4 separate regions of the Mus musculus genome follow, and regions 1, 2 and 3 are each linked to region 4. Evidence: chromatin contacts called from public HiChIP or PLAC-seq and promoter capture Hi-C data. All regions are on one chromosome and are shown on one strand. The core of a region is the stretch at or near the end of the contact, and the rest is flanking DNA. Distances in the headings are between cores, read along the strand shown. Region 1 holds the start of Tmem63a (transmembrane protein 63a). Region 2 holds the start of 2900024J01Rik (a long non-coding RNA gene). Region 3 holds the start of Sde2 (SDE2 telomere maintenance homolog (S. pombe)). Region 4 holds the start of Cdc42bpa (CDC42 binding protein kinase alpha).

Evidence for each region. Promoter capture Hi-C pulls out the DNA fragments that hold promoters and counts their contacts. HiChIP or PLAC-seq counts read pairs in DNA pulled down with a chosen protein or histone mark.
Region 1: an HNF4G HiChIP or PLAC-seq map of pancreatic cancer cells shows a contact between it and region 4. The contact joins the promoter of Tmem63a here to the promoter of Cdc42bpa in region 4. A contact is called at or near these places in 1 of 115 datasets of contacts at active chromatin or transcription factors (pancreatic cancer cells) and 1 of 9 other capture datasets (adipose tissue).
Region 2: a contact with region 4 is called in a promoter capture Hi-C map of liver, with 7 times the contacts expected there. The contact joins the promoter of 2900024J01Rik here to the promoter of Cdc42bpa in region 4. A contact is called at or near these places in 1 of 39 promoter capture datasets (liver), 2 of 115 datasets of contacts at active chromatin or transcription factors (embryonic stem cells and pancreatic cancer cells) and 1 of 9 other capture datasets (embryonic stem cells).
Region 3: a FOXA1 HiChIP or PLAC-seq map of pancreatic cancer cells shows a contact between it and region 4. The contact joins the promoter of Sde2 here to the promoter of Cdc42bpa in region 4. A contact is called at or near these places in 1 of 39 promoter capture datasets (liver) and 1 of 115 datasets of contacts at active chromatin or transcription factors (pancreatic cancer cells).

What each region holds. Positions count from the first base shown.
Region 1 is chr1:180,938,856-180,944,390 of GRCm38.p6, reverse strand. Tmem63a (transmembrane protein 63a) reads right to left here and starts at 1,873. Exons shown (of 23, transcript NM_144794.2): 1 at 1,832-1,873.
Region 2 is chr1:180,775,242-180,780,435 of GRCm38.p6, reverse strand. 2900024J01Rik (a long non-coding RNA gene) reads right to left here and starts at 2,475. Exons shown (of 3, transcript XR_373751.4): 1 at 2,377-2,475.
Region 3 is chr1:180,848,056-180,853,345 of GRCm38.p6, reverse strand. Sde2 (SDE2 telomere maintenance homolog (S. pombe)) reads right to left here and starts at 2,195. Exons shown (of 7, transcript NM_145943.1): 1 at 2,054-2,195. The coding sequence starts at 2,173.
Region 4 is chr1:179,957,982-179,963,490 of GRCm38.p6, reverse strand. Cdc42bpa (CDC42 binding protein kinase alpha) reads right to left here and starts at 2,731. Exons shown (of 37, transcript NM_001359541.1): 1 at 2,204-2,731. The coding sequence starts at 2,381.

The sequences.
Region 1 (5,535 bases), core at 624-3,123, 980 kb before region 4:
TCCAATGGAACCCAGGTCCTGCCAAGGTCAGGAGGGCCTCTCTCCCTCAGAAGCACAGTGGCTCTGGGCTTGAGGTGGCATACCAAGCCAAGGTTTCCTATGAACATCCAGAGGGCTGCTGCAGCACCCAAAGATCCCCTAAAGCTAGAACTGGGGGAAATGGGCCACCCTAGAGCAAAGAAAGAAGGCTTGGAAAAGAAAAGGAAAAATATCCTCATAAATGCTCACAGAGGGAGTGCTGTCCCAAGGAAGGGGGGTACGGGTAGTGCTGGGTGGGTAGGAAAGGTGACTCACCAATGTTGCTCTTTCAGAGGCCTGGAGGAACAGAGAAGCCTTGACCCCAGGAGGGTAACTGTGGCTGCCTTCCCCTAGTGGCCAAGCCACACTCCTAAGTCATTTTTCTCTTGCCAAACAGGTTTCCCAAGAGAATCTACAAAGTTTGGTAAGAACTAAGGAAGGGAGAGTGTTGTGGTACCCACCCATTTACCCCAACATTCAGGAGGCAGAGGCAGGTGGATCTCTGTGAGTTCTAGGCCATCCGTGGCTACATAGTAAGACCCTGCCTCAAAAGCAAAACAGAAGGCCTAAGGGCCTCCTCAACCAGGTAGCCTATTCTGCCTCATGCAGACATAAGGGCTGCTTCTCTGCCTCAATATCCCCTGTGGGCTAGAATCAGGGAAATCAAATACCGCAGAGCAAACAAGAAAGGCTTGACAAGTGAGAGGGATCAGAAGCCACAGTCCGAGACCCTCTCCTCCAGTCGGAGCAACCTGTGCCCACCCAGCAGCAGCAGAGTCAGAGGCTGCTACAGAAACATTCTCTAGGCTTTCAATGAGCCAGTCCGTTCTTGCCTTCCCAAAGGAACACGCTCTGAGAGGGCAGATGGGAGCACACCCACCAAGGGGCAGCCAAGCCAGAGAGAGAAGGCTCTGGGTGTGTGTAGGGAAGAAATCAAACAAGTCCCTAAGGGATGGAAATGCTGCTCAAAGCCAAGTGCACGCCTAGAATGTGCAAGGCAAAAGGCTGTATTCCAACCGCATCACTACGAGGAGCGAGGGGGCCTTAAAAACAGCAATTAGACACTGTGGTCTCAGGATCCCTGCCTAGGTACACACTTAGCAATAGCCACCATCCCACATCCAGTGAATATTCGTACACGCAAACGCTCAGCACTCCACCATATCATTGGCACCCCAAACTCTCAACAGGGCAGGCTCTGGGACCCAGCCAAAGCTTCAGGAGAGAAAATATGTTCCCAGGCCTTTTGCAAAAGTCCCTACAAGCTGTTGGCTCCTGTTTGGGACAGAAAGACAGCAACTCCACCTCACCCGAGGTGTCAGGTAGCCAGGCTTATCAGGTCTGGGTAAGTTGTTGTCGGATGTGGTTTCTTTGCCGTCTCAGCTCTTCCCTCCCCCTCCCGCCCTTTCCCAAGTCCCCAGTTTTCCTCCACCCGGTGCTACCCGGGCAGGAGGGAGTGGTCACCCGGACAGTACGAAGCCCGCCCAAGCCGGGTCTAGCCTCGTAAGGAATTAAAGAAAAGAGGGCTCCGACGCTGCCCTTCGGGTTAGGCGGGGAGATCCGACTCCACAAACAAACTCCAAAGCCCGCCGAGGAGGTGGAGGGAAGGATCCGCCACGCAGCCAAGAGCTGTCAGGAAGTCCCAGCGGCGCGGGGCTTGATTGGCACTCTCCAGCCACCTACCCCGCTACTGTCACCAGACAGTCCCCGGGGAAAGCGACCCGAGGCGCCCCGCCCCGCGAGGACCCGGGCCGGCGCGTCCTGGGAGGGGCTGGCCGCAACCTCCCCATCTCTGCTCCCCTTCCCACTTTACCTGCGGCGGCGGCGCGGCGCGCGCGCCCGGGGGAGTGGTCAGTCCGTACCTGGCGAGGCGGGGTGGCGTCCGCACCACTTAAAAGTTACAAAGTGAAACTCCGGCTCCTCTTGCACATGCGCAGAACTGTGTCCACGCGTTACCTAATTTGGACTCTTCGCTCGCGCCGGCCCCAGCAGGACCTCGAGCTCTGTGCGCCGGGCAGTGAACCCCAATGTGGTTCTCTAACGCTGGTCCACGCGTGGCCGTCCTCACGGAGGTCTAGGGGCGGGACCAGACCAGCTAACGCCCACAAGGCTGGGAGAGGACGTCTCCGAACTGCCTTTCCTTTGTGCCCTAGCACATCCCCACTGAGAGGGCACTGGGCCGTGCCTAGGATAGTTGCGGCGTTGGAGAGCATCTGCAAATGTTCGTGATTGAATGTCCCCAGGAAATTCTAAGCTGGCCCAGTTGGATTTCAGGGCGGGGGAACACCAGGGCGCAGTGGACCTACCCTGTTCCCAGTCCCGCCGCATAAGAGAGCCGGGACCTTGAAAGTTACAAAGCTCTGTCCTGCCCCAAATAAAGAACAACATTTCCAGCGTTCCCTAGGACCACGCGTTACTGCTCTGCCCCGGGTCACCAGCGTTGCCAACTGGGACCAAACACGCTGAGCGTCTGGTGTGTTCTGGCTGCGACTTGGAGGTTTCCAGATAACAGCGGCCTCTGGACCTGCTCTGCGCCCTCTCCCAGGACAGGACCGACGCTGGATCTTTAGGGAAATGGAGTAAGGATCCTGGAGGGGCCACTGCCTCAAACCACCCACTTGCAGGTCTCGGTTTACACAAGGAAAGGAGTGGGACCAAAGCTTGCTGCTGAGTTCTTGCCACACTGACACCGCCATGCCCGGCAAATCCTCATTCCCTAAGGCACAGTTTTGCTGCTTCTCTGACCTCACTTCCATGTTTTAGCTTTCATCTTCTACTGTAAAGATAAAAATACTCTCGCAGCCTCCCTGGTCCTGATTCTAGCCCAGCCTGCAACTATCTGAAACAGGGTGTCTCTTTCCTCTTTGGTTCTCTGTCCCTTCCCACTCCCATCCTCCAACCCCTTAAGACCTAGCTAACAGTTAATTTCCCAGAGCCATCCTCTGTCCTTGTCTTTTCTTTGTTAGGGACCCCACAACTGGCTTCTCTAGGTCCCTGGTTGTAGGCCCCCAGTCATTTATGCACTTGGCTCCTCAGATTGGCTCTGCCTGATCTTCTCCAGGCTCCCATCCCACACATCCTCATTTCTGCCTTTGTTGATCACGCTGACACCTGCCTGGCCTGTGGCCTGGGATCTAGCCCCAGTCATTAGGATAATGGCCCAGCTACCAAAGAAAAGGTTAGGGCCCTTGGTAAGGGAAGGAAAGGCTTCCCATGTCTGGTCTTCTGCAGGTTACAGTTGTCTCAAGGTCCAGAGAAGGCTGGGATGGATCAGAGTGTTTGAGTTGACAAGACCTGGGCTAGAGATGTAGCTCAAGTTGGCAGAGTGTTTGGGTAGTGTGCACGATACCTAGTGACACACAAGCCAGTCATGGTGATACAGGTCTGTACTCACCGCACTCCGGATGTGGATGGATGTGGACACAGGATGAGAAGTTCAAGGTTCAAGCTCAGGATAAAGGCGCTTACCACGAAAGCCTAACCAGCTGCGTCTCTGAGTCTCACCCACAGAACCCACTGTTGAAAGAGAGAACCAGCTCCTTAAAGTTTCCATTTGACTTCCAAAGCACTTGCTGGCTGGCACTCACACACACACACACACACACACTCACAGAAACACACACTCACATACACTCACACTCACATACTCACACACACTCACACAAACACACTCACTCACACACACTCACAGAAACACACACTCACACAAACACACTCACATACTCACACACTCACATACGCATACACACACATTCACACACACACACTCACATACACACACACTCACATACACACACACTCACACAAACACACTCACATACTCACTCACATTCACACACACACTCACAGAAACACACACTCACACAAACACACTCACATACTCACACACACTCACATACACTCACACAAACACACTCACATACTCACACACACACTCACATGCACACACACACAAACACACTCACACTCACATACACTCACACAAACACACTCACATACTCACACACACTCACATACACTCACACAAACACACTCACATACTCACATACACACTCACATGCACACACACACAAACACACTCACATTCACACACACACACACAATTTGATTTTTAAAAATATTTAACATCAGCTGAGCAGTGGTGTGCATGCCTTTAATCCCAGCACTAGGGAGGCAAAGGCAGGTAAATTTCTGTGCCTTTGAGGCCTGCCTTGTCTACAGAGTGAGTTCTAGGGCAGCTGAGGCTACACAGAGAAACCCTAGCTGGAAAAAACAAGCAAAACAAAACGAAACAAAAAACTCAAAGCCAGGCAAGGTGGGACATTACCTTTAGCCCCAGCACTTTCGAGGCAGAGACAGGCAGATCTCTGAGTTCAAGGCCAGCCTGGTCTTCAGAGTGAGTTCTAGGACAGCCAGGACTACACAAAGAAGCCCTGTCTTGAAAAAAGAAAGTTAAAGTCATCTTTGACTGCATATGGAGTTGGAGGCTATCCTAAGCTATTTAACACCTTGTTTAATAATAATAATAATAATAAATTAAATAAAAGCAGGAAGCTACATGAGACACTGTCTAAGAAAATAAATCTAGGGTGTGAGTTGAACAAGCCATAGACCTGGTTGTACTAGTCAGTGTGTAAAGTAATTATTAAATTATTGGTTTCTAAATACAATAAATAAATAAATCTAGGGTTGGAGAGATGGCTCAGTGGTTAAGAGCACTGACTGCTCTTCCAGAGGTCCTGAGTTCAATTCCCTGAAACCACATGGTGGCTCACAGCTGTCTGTGATGGGATCTGATGCCCTCTTCTGGTGTGTCTGAAGACAGCGACAGTGTACTCATATAAATACAATAAACAAATTATCGGTCTCTTGACTTTATAAGGGGAAATAAAGCTTTTTTTGTACAGGGGTTTCTTCGTAAAATAAAATAATAGAGGTTTTCTTTTAAAAAAATTATTGGTTTCTTAAACTAAAACTACAGAAGTTGGGGGTTGCTGCTGCTATTTAGGGGATCAAGACAAGAAAGATTAGGATTCAGATTAGACTAGAGGAGATGGAATTTGAAGCCAACCGCTGTGCAGACCTGTAGGGAGACTAAGAGACCCATTCCTTGGGCTGAGACTCTGGTCATGCTTGCTTCTAAAAAGCTTCTGGGGGGCTGGAGAGATGGCTCAGTGGATAAGAGCACCCGACTGTTCTTCTGAAGGTCCGGAGTTCAAATCCCAGCAACCACATGGTGGCTCACAACCATCTGACTCCCTCTTCTGGAGTGTCTGAAGACAGCTACAGTGTACTTACATATAATCAATAAATAAATCTTTAAAAAAAAAAAGCTTCTGTATACTTGGCATCCTACCATGACATAGCCAATGCTGTGAATAGCGCCCCCTATATCAGCCCAAGAAGACTGAGTTCTATCCTTCTAGAATTATGACTTTGATTTTTGATTATTTATTTATTTATTTGTTTGTTTGTTTGTTTGAAACAAGGTCTGACAGTGTAGTGCTGGGTGACTTG
Region 2 (5,194 bases), core at 1,226-3,725, 820 kb before region 4:
AACTTTGCTCGGCCTGATTCCTGGTTCTTCTGGGAGCTTGGTGCATCAAGCAATCATAGATGGGAGGCAATGATAACTTCAAAATGCAGAGAGGCAGTAAGCCTCTGGTCTCTGCACCTTGCTTCAGGGCATCTCTGGAGCCTAGAATGAGGAAGGGCCACTATCAGCTTGGTGTTCCTTTGGTCTTGGACTCTGTTAGGTTTAACAGGAAAGGAAAGATACACAAAGGCCCCTCCTTGGGGATCCCTGGGGCTAATAATGAGTAGTGAGAGAAACATCTCCGGAGTGCCTGGTCTCCTTCCACACCCAGTGACTCCTGTTCCTCGTGGCTTTGTATCTCATTTTACATGAAATCCTGGATTATATTCATGTGCATGTGCGAGTGCACACACACACACACACACACACACACCAGAATTCTTGTGAGCATCTGAGCGCCTGAAATATTCAGGAATCAGGGATAAATCAGAGCCCTTCTGTGGTCCCTGTGCCAGGCCTTGGAAACACATCACCGACCATCCCGGCTTCTTAGGAAGCGCAATCCCAGCACTCAGGAGGCAGAGGCAGGAGGATCTCTGTGAGTTTGAGGCTAGCCTGGTATACAGAGTTCCAGATCAGGTAGGGATACATAAAAAGACCTCCTCGCCTCAAAATAAAACAAAAACAAACAGGAAGGAGAGGAGGAGGAGGAGGAGTAGGAGGAGGAGGAGGACTTGTTGAAGATTTTCGAGTAGCTGACCCAGAGGATTCTATGCCCTCTTTAGCTTCCCTGGGCAGTAGGCATGCATGTAGTGTACAGACACATGAGCAACACACCCATACACTAAAATAAAATAAAATAAAATAAAATAAAATAAAATAAAATGAGTTTCTGACTCCAGGGAGCTGGACTTAGAGGCGACTATAAACCACCCAATGTGAAAGCCATTGAAAAAACAGATGTCTATACCCTAGTTGTTTCAGACAGAATAAAGATTTTCAAATAACTGAGTCAATAACCTGTTTTCAATTTAAATTAGTTAAATTTAAATTTTTTAGTTCCGACTGGGATGACAGCAACTCAGGAGACTGAGGCAGGCTGATCTTTCCATCGAGGCCAGCCTGATCTACAGAGAGTTTCAAGCTAGCTACACCTACGCATACTGTACCGTCACGCACTCCATAAGCAGAGGTGGCTGGCTGGTGGTTCCTTCAGGTGTTTTCCCCTGTCTCGCATCTCGCATGGAGACCTGTCTGACCAGTATCTGTTCCGCCCTACCCTTGGATGTCCAATGTGTGCATCAAACCCAGCATGCCCCAAACTGCCGTTCTGACTCCCACACCACCGGTGGAACCAGCAGGGCCAGTCTTCATCTTTGGGAGTGAGCCTGTGAGGCTGGCTTGCTCTTTCCCAACCACCCAGTCCCAACACTAAACACGTCTACACAGCTCTGTCCTGCTCCATCCTCTTCCTGCCTCTCCTCCCGTGAGCTTCCATGGCCATCTGCCCACATGTATGTTTCAATTCTGTCTTTTTTTTTTTTTTTTCAAGTTTTGGGAAAGAGGATTTTTGTGTTTGCTTTGTAGCGATAATTTGTTTGTTTAAGTCAAGGGCTCAGTACCTGGCTAACTTTACCTATGGGAGATCCTCTTCCCTCTGCCTCCAGAGTGCTGGAATTACAAGCTTCCCACCACATCGGCTTCAATAAATATTTTCAATGAATGATGACTTTCAGGTGGGAAAACACCTCCAACCAATCTAGAACAGGCGCCCTGTCCAGAGTTGTAAAAAAAAAAAAGGGTTTGGGAACTCCAGCCACCGTACGGGGAGTGAGCCTCCTGCGGAGGCACTGGGACCTGACTATCCGCAAGATGCAGGCATGGACTGACCACACAGCGCCCAAGCGGCCGGTGGGACGCTTCCTGATCCGTCCTCTCTTGGCGACTGGGAAAGAGAGAGGTGGCTTTGGCTACAACTGCTTCTGGGCCAGGTAATTCTAGAGAAAGGAATGACGCGCACCTATGGGCACCAGCTGCAGAGTTGTTTGGGTGCTCCTAAGTGACCAAAGGTCCCCGAAGCCCGATCCGGAGGAGGAGCTACGGCCGCTGCATACGGGCGGGGTGGCCCAGGGCGTGCGCGCTCCCGAGGAATGGCAATCGGGCGTCGCGGCTCCAACGCCTAATTTACCAAGGCGAGCCCAGCCCTGCCCTACGGTGTCTGTGACCTGCCCACCGAGTGGGTCCCCAACCAATGAACCTCAGCTCTCGTGAGCCACAGCTCCATGGGTCCCAAATGTCCCTGGCTCCTGTGGGTCCCAGGCTTCCCCGTCGCCTGCCCCGGCAGACAAGGAGGGGTCATTTACCGCGAAGACGAAAATCTTTCCAGGAAGTTTGTACCTATTAATATTGCTGTTCCTGGCAGCAGCTCTCCGCGCGGGGCGGGGGCAGGGCAGACCCTGCAGCTGCTTCTACCGCCTAGTGTCCGCCTCTGGCCCGGGACAAGGAGCGGAGGGCAGCTCTAGGTCCCCACGCCTACGGCGGGGGCAGGACCTGCTCGGATGCTCAAGGCGCCAGAGCCCAGCGGCTTGCCCGCGAGCAGCGCGCGGTGGGACCCGGAAGATCCCGAGGCCAAGGCGCAAACCAAGAGCTGGGACTCGGGAGGGGGAAGGGAGAGGGAAGAGAGGGATCCTTGCATCGGTTACCAGAGGCCGCTAGGCCGCGCCGTTCCCCCAAAAGAAAGCTGGTCCCGGAAGCAGGTATGCTCCTGCAGTGGGAGACCATGAGCCTCGGGGCCCTGGAGAGGTTGGGACCCTGGTTCTGACCTTGCTATGGTTTCACAGCCGCAAGGCGCTGCAGCAGAAATTTGATATTCGAAAGCTTGTGGCCTCCTCGCCACCACCTTGCAAGACTGTCTCCAGTCACAGACACAGACATTAGAGGTCGTAGTGTTGTTTTGTTACTCAGTGCAAGGCCTGGTGTGTACAACAGGATCTCTTAGAAAGAAGCACAGCTGTTTTCCTGCAGTAGCGGCCCCGGAACCACACGACCGGCAGCTCCAGCCCCAGACCACAGCTCGCTGGATTTTCAGAAGTTCCTTGGGCCAGAAGTGCCAGCCAGATCACTCTTTCTCTCAGGTCACATATGGTACATAAATCACTTTGCAAAAGAACCTTAATTTATGACTCTTTTGGGTGTTTATGTAGATAAGCAGTAATTTAGTCATCCCTGAAGTGGTGATCCCTGGACACCTCAAGTGTTAACTGTCCAGAGTATGAATTAAAGTCCCTGTGTCACACCGTCTCTTCCTCAGAATTCTAGAGTCCTCTGCAGGGTGCTCTGGTAATCATCTTCCTCCTCCTCCTCCTCCTCCTCCTCCTCCTCCTCCTCCTCCTCCTCCTCCTCCTCCTCCTCCTTCTTCTTTCCCGAGACAGGGTTTCTCTGTGTAGCCCTGGCTGTCCTGGAATTCACCCTGTAGACCAGGCTGGCCTCGAACTCAGAAATCCGCCTGCCTCTGCCTCCCAACGTGCTGGGATTAAAGGTGTGCACCACCACTGCCCCGCTCTGTTAATCTTCTTGCTCAGGATGACCAGGCCTATTCTGTGCAGGGACTCTGTCCAGCTCTGCGTGGAGGGCAGTGCCCACAAGTCACCAGTATTGAGACACGGAAGGACAGAGGTAAAGTATTTATTTCCTAATGTCCGCCTTCCAGCCTTCAGGGTCTCTTGGAAGCTCAGGGCCCATGTGGTTCTCCCAGATGGCTTGCACTAGCTTGACAGGGGACTGTGCCAGAATCTGGCGTCTTAAGGTAGGGTTCACCAACTAAATAGTTTTCCCTTAGCCCTTCCCCTTGGGGAAGTCGGGGGTGGGGATCCTCAAAGGCAAATCCAAAATGGAGTGTGAGACCCAACAGTGGTGGCCTCTCTTCTGCCTCCTCCGGATGCCTGATGTGGAGATCTCTCCTGGGCATTTCAGCCTCTCCCTGCAGACGCCAGCAGGAGATCCATTCTGGAAGCTTAAGCCCGCAAGCAGGGCTGCCTCTTCAGCTTCCAGCCTTGTCCAAAGCACTTGGCTTCTCGTTTCCTCCATACCCAGAAGGTACCACGAGAGGGAAAAGGTCCTGTGAGACTAATGCTCTGGATTCAGCTTGGGTGGGCCAGGCAACCCATCACCTTCCCTTTGGGCTGCAGAAACCTGTGAGGTTGCCTCGGGCAGATCCCTGGAACAAAGATTGGTAGCATCAGCTGTTTTACTGCAGAGCTAGGCACACAATCCTTGCTAAAAATAAACACAAAGGAAAACCCCAAAGCAGCTAAGCCTATTTTCATACCTTTTTTTTTTTTTTTCTTGTTCACTCTCTTTTGTCTTCTTGCTACTTGGTTGCTGATTTTCTCTTAGGGCCCCATCCTGAGTGTGGTCCTGGCACTATTCCAAGTCCTGGACATGAAGTCACGGACAGAAACAGAGGGGAGAAAGGGGGAGGGATCTAAGGACCATTTCTTTGAGTGTAATTTACATTAAGTGGGATGATGGACCCCCTTCAGAGACAAGGGGGACTGGGACAGGGGAGGACCTTAGGGAGAGGACCTCCCTCCCACTGTACAGCCAGCCCTTCTATGGGGAAAGGGCAGTTTGTCATGCACCAGATGAAGGAAGGGTTAGTGGATGGTGGGGCCCCATCCCAGAGCAGAGAACAAGCCTGTTACTCTGGGCCTCTGGGGCATCACCTCATCACTTCAGGTAGGAAAGGACTCAGATGTCTGTGAGGATATCTAGACTGAAACCAGTGCCCTCTCTTCCTGGGGACTGATCTGTCTCGCGAGCGTTGGATGAGGAGGAGCACTACTGCGGTAGTGCAGATCGTCTCTGCCAGCCTCTCCCCACTTCCTGAGCAGCTGGCGGGATAGGGGTGCACCTCTGGAAGGATGCTCTGTGTTAGGAACCTTGAACCTGGCTAGGAGGCAAGCCAATCCCACCCCTGGCCAGCTGGGGGCTCCTGGTAGCGGTAGCTCCCCTCCTGCAGGGACATGCGTTCACTTTTCTTGTCTGTCTCATTACTGCCGAGCCCACAGTGCCTTGGCACCTACCCCGGGAAGGCAGAAGTGAGGTTCTTCTCCCAGTGGGTGAACAGTTAACCCCAGCAATATCCTAGGTATTCCCAGGTATTCCCAGTATTCTAGGTAATAGCTGGAAGAGCACTGGTTAGCTAGGAGTGAAA
Region 3 (5,290 bases), core at 946-3,445, 890 kb before region 4:
GAATTTGGAAGAATTTCCTATTTTATCAAATGTGTAGATTATACATTTCCCAAATGTGTAGATTATAAATGTTCCAATACACTGTATTCACCCACACCTTTGCAGGATCAGCCTACCAGCCTAAGCACCAGAGACAACGTGCAGTCCACTAAGGTCAAATGTACTGACCCTCTGCCGTGAGGAGCTGCAAACAGAGAAACCATGGCAAATGTCTCCAGTTCCTAACAAGAAAACCAAGCATCGCTACAAGAAAAGAGGTTAAGAGAAACTTAAATGACCAACGTCAGGCTTGAACCGTTGAACACACCAGGCTCCTCTTCCCTTGGAAATACACATTTTGGATGCAGAATATTCTACTCAGGAACCCCTAATTGGAAGTTGTACACACACCTGGGCCTTCATGACAAAGGGCAGCAGAAAGTTGCTGTCTTACTGACACCTTCAGCAGCCGAATTCTTCTCATCTCCAGTTTTTAAAACCAACTTTTCCCCCAGCAAATAAGAAAGGAGTAGATTGTCAAGGTCCTTACAGCATTTTACTACTGCAGTATGTCCTTGGGAGTCTCCTATTAACTTGTAGTCACCTTTACTGATGTCTGTTAAGGCTAATGATCAACAGGGCAGAGGTCTTCCTCTCTCAGCGAGAGATAAAACTTCTTCATGGATCAGAACCGTTTTGCTTTAAAAAGTATAGCTTGAACTTGAACTATCTTGATTTTTCCTATTTCATCAAACTGTCCTTAGTAAGCTGCTTGCACTCACATTTACTGTTGTTAAGTAACAGACAGACTCAAATGCTCTCTGATAACTGCTTCTGCTTACCTGTTCTCCAAACTCAATTCTATTGGGGGTTTTTTCTGGATGTCTGGACTCCCATAGTCCATGTACAGTGCCTCTGTTAAATCTAAGGACGAGGTGATAGGAGGCTGTTTTGCTTTCAAGCAGGGTTTCACATAGTCCAGGCTGCCCCAAAACCACTATAGAGACGTGGCTAAGAACCCCCAAACCTCTCAAGTGCTGAGATTAGAGGCATACACCACCAGGCCCAGCCTTATTTCTGTGTCCTTTCAAAAAAGTGTATTTCCAACACTCCTCATTGTTAAGATTCTATTGTTTATGGATCAATTTTAAGTTTAAAAATAAAACTTGAAAATTATTCTTCAAATACATTGAAAAGTCACCTGTTTTGGAAAGTATCTGAATTCGAATGGCTAAAAAAAGGTTCTGTTTTTCTTACTAGACCGCAGAATAGAGAAGAAAACAAAGGCTAGATGTGGTGGGACACACCAATAATCCCAGCCCTCCAGTATGTTCAGAACATCCTGGGCTACAAGGAAAGACTTTCTTGTCCTTGTTTTTTAAAGGACAAAGAAATTAGAAAATCACATATTCTTCTTGGAACTCATCCAAGTCTCTTTAGGAACAGATTTGGTATTTTAACATTTGTTATGTTTCTACATAACAAGCAGAGAAAACAGACTACAACGAAGGCGCAGTCATACAGAAAAACTGTTCTATACCAAACGCCCAGATTAAAATTAGACTCAGGGAACCCAGTAAACTCTTTAGATGATTGAAGAGGTTTGAGATTTCCTAGTCAGTATAAGCCTGCTTCTTTGGGAATTAAAGCTTAAAACTTTAGAAGCACTTAACCAGGGTTTTATATCCACATGGCAGAGTCTAAAGAGGCCCAAGAATATCTGTGAGTGATTGGCTCTGTCAGGATGACTCCATATCCTTCTCTAACCGTTCTTTGGCCTGGATGGGTGTCCTGAGGGTCGGTAAGAAAGCATATTCCTATCTATAATGTGAATGTAAGAAGAGAACCTTAAAGGTATCATTTGGGGGGATAAAAGAAACAGAACGAGAGTTTGTAGTCGAGGTTGGACAAAGCGCAGTAAATGGACGGAGATTCTCTTACGACGTGGGGACAAAACAACGACTGCCATAGACTAGCAGAGGAATGTCCCCATATTAGTCAGAAACACCCAACGACGAACCCAGCCTGGCTTGGTGATCTCTTTCCCCCATTTCCCGGGAACCGCCATCCTCACCTGTTCCTGGCAGTGTCGGTAGATCACATCGCGCACGGAGCACCCAACCGAGGCACACGGCAGCGCCTTCCACACGGTACCGGGGCCGCGAACCCACGCCACCACCGCAGCCTCCGCCATTTCGTCTGGTGACGGAACCTCTGGACTGCGACAGGCACTAGGCGACACAGCCATCCGGTCGCATCTCGATGACGGAAGGCCTCGTCTTCCAGCGCCCCGCCTCCCGGGTTTCCACCACTCACCCCCGCCTTTCCGGAAGGCGGTCACGTGGCCCGGCGTCACGCGAGCTGGCGTGGGGGAGGGGGACAGGAAAGGCCTGCCTGAGGCCGATAAGACCGCGGAGCGCTGGAGCTAGGCGTTGCTAGGGGCGGTTGCTAGGGCGGGGCTCAAGGGACTGGCTATAAAGGGCGAGCTCTGGGCGCGGTTGCTGCGCTTGGGCTACAGCGCTTTGGCTGGGGGTGATAAGCTGCCCGTGGCTCCGCCCAGCGCCGCAGGCCAGCGCGCCACTCCGGTTTGTGCAGCTATTTTTGGGATTGGGAGGGCTGTGTCCCAGGCAGCCACTGCTTCCCGGTGCTGCGGGGAGAAAAACGGCTTCCTCTACCCGCGAGGCCTCCCAGTCCTAGAGAACGGCCCCCAGTGGTCCCCAAACCGCAGCCCCGGCCTGCGTAGTTCCCTAGAGGTTTATGTTCATTTCCTGAACCCCCCTTCACGTTCCTTCCATCACGTTCGGCTCGTTCCTATTTTTGCATGTTTGCGCTCTGCGCTGTCCCCGCTTCAGCTGTGTTTTCAAAATATTTCACAGCAAATGGGCCCTTGTGAACGGCAGGGGCGGGAGTGACGTTTATAGCCATACTGCTTCCAAAAACCCCCGCTGTAACGTTCTTTCTGTGCCCTGGGAACACTCGCGCAGATTTTACAGAGAACAACTTTAAGGTTCGGGTGCTGAGGGAGGCCCTTAATATTTAATATGCTGAGATGATGTTGTCTCTGAAATACTAAACAATTTAAAAGCTGCTAGCATGAAGCTGGGAGGATTATCGGGAGGATAACTCAGTCTCCTGAACACAGATGCCCTGGCCCGCAGAGCCATATTCTCGGCTGTTAAGATGCAGGCCGATGGAACTAATCGCTGAGGAGAAAGCACAAAATCTTGAAATCCTTTAACTGTGAAAATGAACAAAAATAGGACTTGCAGTTCTGTGGAGTTATAGATCTGTTGGTGCACACAGGCGGGAAAGCGGGCCTCCATGAAGATTCCAGGAGATGAAGAATAATTACACAAAGCATGTTGTGCATAGAAGCAGTATTTTATGAGTGTTGTAGTAGTAACCCAGAGGCCTACAGGCGTCTCATCCGATACGTAAGCAGGACAAACTGGGAAGCATGTGACCTTCCAGACAAACTGGGAAGCATGTGACCTTCCATCTTTTCCCATTCTGTCCGTTAGCATGTGGTCCTAACTGCTAATTTATTTTTTTCACCTTTTGGGAATCAAATGACCATTTCAAGAGCCTGGCAGCTTCTTCTTCTGCAAGGAACCAGATCATGGTCAGTTTAGGGTTATGTAACATTTCTTTGTCAGAATAATGCTTTGTAAGCTGGAAAGTCCCAGAAGGATTCCCTTCTAACAAGAAAAGTCCACGTCATTTATTACAACTATCTACTACTGCTCTCCAAAAACCTAATGTCTGAATGAATTCACTCTTTACCCCTCGGTTATATTTAAATCTCTGTTATGAAGAAGACCCAAGCAACCAGCAAGCATTTGTCATTTAAAATACAAAATAACCATTATTAGCTTTTCAAGGACACAGACCTCTTGAGCAATCTATAATCTGTTAAACCTTCACAATGAGCTCCTTACACCGTGAAATACACAAAATAGATGTTACATAAATATTAGTTGGCTGTTTGATGGATTACAGTCTAACTTAATTATTCCTGGTGTGCATCTAAAGAAACATATTTTCCACTAACTTAGGACATTCTACTCGGAGGATACAGAAACCAATTTGAATTGGTACCTATAAATTCATTTAAATAGTGAGAGAGAGAATGAGACTTCAGAGTTGAAAGGCATGGCCAAGAACATGATATATACTAACTGAGGAAAGAGCTAGAAACAACTGGTTAGCTTGGCTGCTGGAGCTATGTTGTCATACCCAGTGCCCAGTGCTGTGGGGTGAGGCTTGTGAGTGATTGTGTAAAAAGAGAGCCACCTTCCCCCATCTCATGGTTTCAGATGAAGAAATGACAGGAAGGCACTTGTATGGTTGTGACAAGTTAATGGGGGGGGGGGGGAGGTGGGGAGCAGTTCCTCAATTGCCAAATCCATGCAGCTGTGCCCTGTGCTCCTAGGACCACACTTGGCGCTCGTTCAGATAAGCCACACTGGCTTTGTTCCTGCCTGTGTTCCCAAAAGAATGACTCCAGCTGTACATCTGCTTTTTAAGGACCGGTTCAGCTGCCAGGAGAGAGACACGATGGGATCCTGAGGCAATGTGGAGTGATTGTTCACTGCCAGGAAATGACAGCACGAGACAGTGTTTGTGTGGCAACCCATGACAGGGGCTTGACGGAGCCAAATGGCACGTTGTTCTGCTCGAGCCAGAAGCAGAGCAGGGTCCTGGCACTTCCCACAAACAAGAGTGAGGCTCCCAAAGCAGTGACTTCTCCAGGTTGTGTCCATGTGTGACTCGCCAGACACTCTTCTGTGTTTCCAGCCATGTTCAGGCTCAGCGGGAAGGAAATACTGTTAATACCATTTTCGTGACAAAAGGACAATGGGACAAGCTGACTCCTCCAGTGCCACAAATGCAAAACTGCCATCAATTCCCAAATTGGCAAGTGTTGTATTATAGGATGGCTTCAGCCCTAGAAACAATGAGGTCGGCTAGTGGGAATGAAAAAGAAAAAAACAAAAAACCGGCAGCTGGAGAAGAGCCTAGAAGTCCACACTAGCGGCGGATGTGTGGAAGGCGGAGCCTGGAGCAAGCCCCAAGATGTTTGGCTGTCAGGGAAAGCAAAACTCCACTCTCCTTCTCTTATTGGATGGAAAATCACAGGAACTAGCAAGGGTGAGGTGGAAACAGAGGTAGAAAAGGGCTGTGTTTAAACACTCATGGTGGGAAAGAGAGGGCAGAAAAGGAGCCCAGGAGAGGGCCGAGCCGCGATCCGAGGCTGAATAACGAACCCCGAGCCTCCCTCATTGTACTGCCAGCAAGCACCTCCTTCAGG
Region 4 (5,509 bases), core at 1,482-3,981:
GGAGTTGAAGAGATGGTTTGGTAGCTTAGAGGGCAAATGGTTCTTCCAGAGGACCTGAGTTTGATTCCCAGCCCCCATGTCAGGCACCTTACAGCCGCCAGCATCCAGCTCCAAGGGGATCAGATGTCTGGGGCCTCCTCAGGAGTTTGCACTTACAACACATACCAGACCTTCACACATAGATAATTTAAAATAATAAAAATAAGCCTTTTAAAAGCACCAGTAATGGTTTATGAGACTGTAGAGTCTCATCATACCATATATCAGACAACTAAAAAGGTAAGACATGAAATTATTAATAAGAATAAAGATGATTTTGGACTGGGGATTGAACTGAATTCCCAGCACTATATAATCTGCACATGGTAATGCACAATACTGCCAGCACTGTAAAGATAGAGGGGGATGGGCCAAGGTTCAAGGCCAGTCTCAGTTACACAGAAACTTCAAGAGTGACATAAAACCCTCTCTCTGAAAAAATAAAAAAACATAGTGAATGTAGCCAAACACTTGATCTTTGTTTTACTTTTTAGTATAAGTAAATATGTATGTATGTGTTTGCAAAGTGTCTTCATAAACAGAGAAAAAAAATCCAAGAAAGGATGCTAAATGGAAGATACAGAGATTATTTTAATAAGATGGCAAAATACCCCATAGCATAAAACTACCACACATCAGGAAGCCATGAAAATGCATTTTCACTTATATAATACACTATTTTAAATTATATTTGCCACTGCTATGTACAAAGAGTTCTCCTACCGTTTTGCAAATGAAAAGGATATTAAATGACAATCATAATCACAGACTACAGTATCACTATGAAGCTGTAACTGAAGGACTCAAATTCCAACTCTAAAAGTACTGAAACCTTTTAAGTCTTCAAAAAAAGAAACACCACAGAATTCCTAAGTTTATGAAACACAGGGTGTAAGATTCCATATGCTTCATAAAATATTGTATCCTGCACATAAAAAGGCAGGTAAATGCAAAGTCAGTGCCAACATAAAAATTACCTACTCTCAAGCGAGAAGTTGCCTGACAACTGATTTAAGATTCCTTACATTCCCAGCACGCTGATGGCAAACTGCTTTGTGAAATCATCCCATGCACATTTGTACATTTTCTTTTAAACCCTGAAACATCGTGCTACTAGCAATCACTCATCTAATACTGGAAAACTGGAGAATTCAAATTGCTTCATGTTAGCATTCTTAAAGTGGGAGTTGACTTGAGAAACAAATTTTGAATGAATTTGAAAACAGAAACAACAACGGCCACTTAAATTTTTTACTTCAGAAAAATTAAGGTTTACTTGGGAATAAAGATCGTCGATATAAAAATCATTTAGCTAGCTAAAAGTATTTCAACAGCTCAAAATTCTAAATGGCCTAAATCCTTCCAGAGCTATGGTACCACTCTCTACCAGCCTGGGCAGTGATGGCCACTGCTGGATGTCAGACTTCCCTCACACGAGTGAGTGACATCAGAGGCTCCTGGAGTTCAGACAAGCCTTGAAGGTCACATGCAGAGTTTGCCCGCATCACTGATCTAGTCCACTACTATAGGTCACCTGGGTCACATCTAGCCAGTATAGACACAAATTCAATTTAGAATAAAATCTAAGGCAGGTGGAGCTGCCTCCAAACATCCTCCAACTACATCTTTTTACACACACACATACACATAATTTCTATTATTTCTCAGGAACCTAGTGATTTTTGGAAAGTCCATGTTTAGTACTTTCCTTTGCCAGTGCTATCCAGAGATGAGACTAAACCCCCTGATCACCACCTCCACATTCCTGTTGTCCTAAAATTAACACAGGGACTTCAGCATCTCCTCAAATCTCCTGTGATTTTCAAAGACTGGGAAGGAATGTTCCAACCAACAAATACCCTCCCACTGAACGGTTGTGACAACTGTGCTCAATAATCCAATTCTGCCAATCCCAGCCTTCCTTCTGAAGCTCCTGCTGCTGCCCGCCCCCCCCCCCCCCCAGACGCAGTGAGTTCACAAACAGCAAGGCCAAACAACCAGGCAACAACTAAGTGGCACCGCTTTGCCCTGGCAAACAGTTAAGAAAAACTAGGAGAGAGAAGTCTTGACTAATAGGCGTTTGTTCTGTTGTTAAGGCTATACACATCATTTTCACTATAGTTAATAATGCTCACGCCCAGCAACGCATTAGAAGAAAACTTACCCCATTCTAGATATTCAAGAATGTTCTTCTCTCTTCTCAATGGAGAATTATTGCATTCATCGTAAAGACAGATGAGGATGTCCAGTAGCGTCTCCACACTGAAGCACTGCCCATTGGTCTGAGCTGGCCCATCTAAAATAAACTGCTCCAACTGCCTCAAACGCACTTCTCCGGACATGTTTGCTTCGATTTCTGCTGGTTTTCTTTTAAATGCCCTTACGATGTCTACTGTTACTATCTGAACCTAAAAGTTTAAAGATGTGGTTTTTAAAAATAAACCACTTGTTATTTCAACAACTGTCATGCAATGCCGGTGCTGAATTAAACATCCAATACACCAGTCACCTCACTTAACGGAAGCGTCTCCAATTTCACCCATAAACATATATATCTTGAGGGTGAGTTTCCATAAAATATAGATTTAATATTTTAAGAGAATAATACAATTAAATTGTACATTTAAATAAAATAATAATTAAAAGTACAACGAACTAAAGAGTCAACACTCCTTAAAAAAAAAAAAAAAAACTCCTTCATTCAAAATTCAATTCGTGCAACATAATCCTGAAACGAATCCAGTTGCATCATTAATGAATAAAGTCCCCTTGGCATCAGCAATTCACTTCCCGGGAAGAAGAAAAATTGAAAAAGGAGGAGGGGGCAACGTATGGAGGGGGAGGGAAAGCCAAAAATTCTGCAAATGCTCCCAACCTCCACTCGGATAGCGCCTGGGCGAGTCCTCCGCGGCAAAGGGAGGGCAGCTGCCGGAGCAGTTCTCCCGGCTCGGCTCGGAGCACGCCGAGCCTCCGCTCCGAGCTCTTTCTTCCTAGGGCTTTGCAGCGAGTCTTGCTTCCAGCGGACTGCGGCGAGGACGCGTCATCTTCCTCCCGGCTTCTCCCGGGGCCTGGCCGGCGGCGCAGCCGGGATGAGGCGGGCTGCGGGCGGCTCTCGCGCCGGGCTCCGGGGGCGGCGGCTACTTGGCCGCGCGAGCCCGCTCCATGCCGGAGGCCGCTGGCGGGCCGCGCCGTGCCGCCGGGCGCAGCGCCCGGGCTCCCGCTCGCGCCCTGCGGCCGCCGCCGCCGCCGCCCCTCGGCGAGGGGCTGCGCTGACGAATTCAGAGGACGCGGGCGGCAGCCGCGGTTCGGGCGGCGACTCGAGTCCCTTCTTCCCAGCCTTGGGCTGAGGGCATCTTTCCCGACGGACGCAGGCGGCTGAGGCGCGGGAGGAGGGGGCGCTGCCGCCGCTGAGGAGACCTGAGGCTGCCGCAGCCCGGCTCCCAACCACTCCCTTCCTCCTCTGCCCGCCTCCCCCGCCCGCCCTCCCGCCCGCGCCGCTCGCGCCCGCGCCGCCCGCGCCCGCGCCCTAGGCTCCCCGAGGCCGCTCCCGGCGCCGCGGCGCGCAGGCGGAGGCTCGCGGACCGTCCGGATCCAAAATGGCGGCGCGCCCCGCCCCCCGACCCCGCTGGAAGCGGCGCGCTGCGGCCCAGCCGAGCCCGAGCCCCGGGGGAGGGGGATCGCCTCGGCCCGCGGCGCTGCGGCTGCCGCAGCCAGGGAAGCGGGGTCCCCCGGGGCGACTCGGGTGTGGAACGGGTTGGCTCGGTGAGGCACGGGCTGGGAACTGCGCCACGGTGCCTCGCCGCCGCCCGGGGTCCCCGCGGTGACCACCCCCCAGCCGGCCTTCTTCCTCCACTTCTGCGGAGATGCCGTCGGTCCCGCAAGGGTACCCTCGGCTTCCAACCGCTCTAAGACAAGACAGCCGCTCCAGACGCTGTTTACCTGCCCACCCTGCCCCCATTCGGCTTTCCCACGCCCCAGACTCCTAATTTCCGGTGTTCCTAATCCACAGCGTTTGTGTCACTCCCCCAGGATGGAAAAATAATAAGAGACTGGTCTGCTTCACCATCCCTGTCGTGCATGCGGGATCTCAAAGGAGAGGGATTCCCGTTTCTGTTTCCCAAAGTTTCCCCCAATGTGAAGCCTGGCATGTTTTCCTCCAGAAATATCCTAGATCATGCCTGTTATTCTTCACCCAAGGTGACAAGCTCCCCTGGGGATTCAGCTCCCGCAATCAACATAGTTCGTCACTGTCACCAAACCTACAACTCTCTGTCAGCACACTTTTCAGGTATGGGGACAGCCACTCTGCGGCCCGGTAGCAATGCAGCAAAAAGCAAGTCACTGAAGAGCCAAGGCACCTGCTGCTGGTGGGGCCCTTTCAGGGTTTTGTGGTCTTAGATTTTGAGAGAGTTCCCTCCATAATGCTCATGGAAGGTTCTACTTTTGATACAGCTAAACCGGAATATTGCGTTTCTGTTATCGCCCCCACCCCCAAGTGAGCGCCTCCTCCAAAACGTGGTTATTTTATATGCCTTCCCTACACCCGTTTTCCGTGGCAACGCATGCAATGAATCATTCTTACATCTCAGTAATGCAAAAACAGGGAGAACCAGAAACGAAGGCCTAGATAAGTCAGAAAATGACGGCTCAGGTTAAAGTTGCTGTGATTCGCAGAATATAGTGAATCTTTTCTGAAATGTATACTTTCCGAGTCTCTTCTTGCTGGCATAAGTAAGGTCTGCATTATTTTCAATGTGTTCTTGACATGTGAGTGATACTTGATAGGTTCAGACAAAAGGTTAATCATTTCCAGCCATGAAATCTTTGAGTGTGCCTGTTCCTTAATTGTACTAGTAACAAAATTATAGACGTGAAATGTGATCCTAAACTAAATAATATCATTTGACATTAGTTACTGTTGTTATTTCATTGCCATTGGTGTCTTTTTTCCCTACCATTTTAACAAAGACGTTGCATGGGAAGGGATAGTTTTATATCGTCTGTAATCATCTATGTAGGTCAAGAAATGTTCTTCAGCCTCACCAAGTTTTTAAAATGAAGTCAACACATTTTTTAACAAGTTCATTTACTCAGGAGAGTAAGTCATAAAAATGTTTTTAAAAGTTTTTTAAAAGAGCACACAGAGACCAGATGGTTCAGCAAGAAAAACCCCTGCTGCCAAGCCAGACAGCCCGAGTTCCATCCCTAGGCCCAACATGATAGAAGTAGAGAAATCAATTCTCATGCCTTGCCCTCTGATCGCCACAATCACGCAGGGATATGTGCATGCACGTATAAAAGAGGTAAAATGAATTTTTTTAAACAATTAGAAATCAGTTGTCGAGGAAGGTGAACCCTGTCGGTTCTCTTTAAATGTCTAACTAGTAATAGAAATATACGAATTGATTGCAGGTGCTATTTTTTTCCCAGGGCTTGGAAAAGAATTCAGGGTGGCAAACAGGCTGTGCCC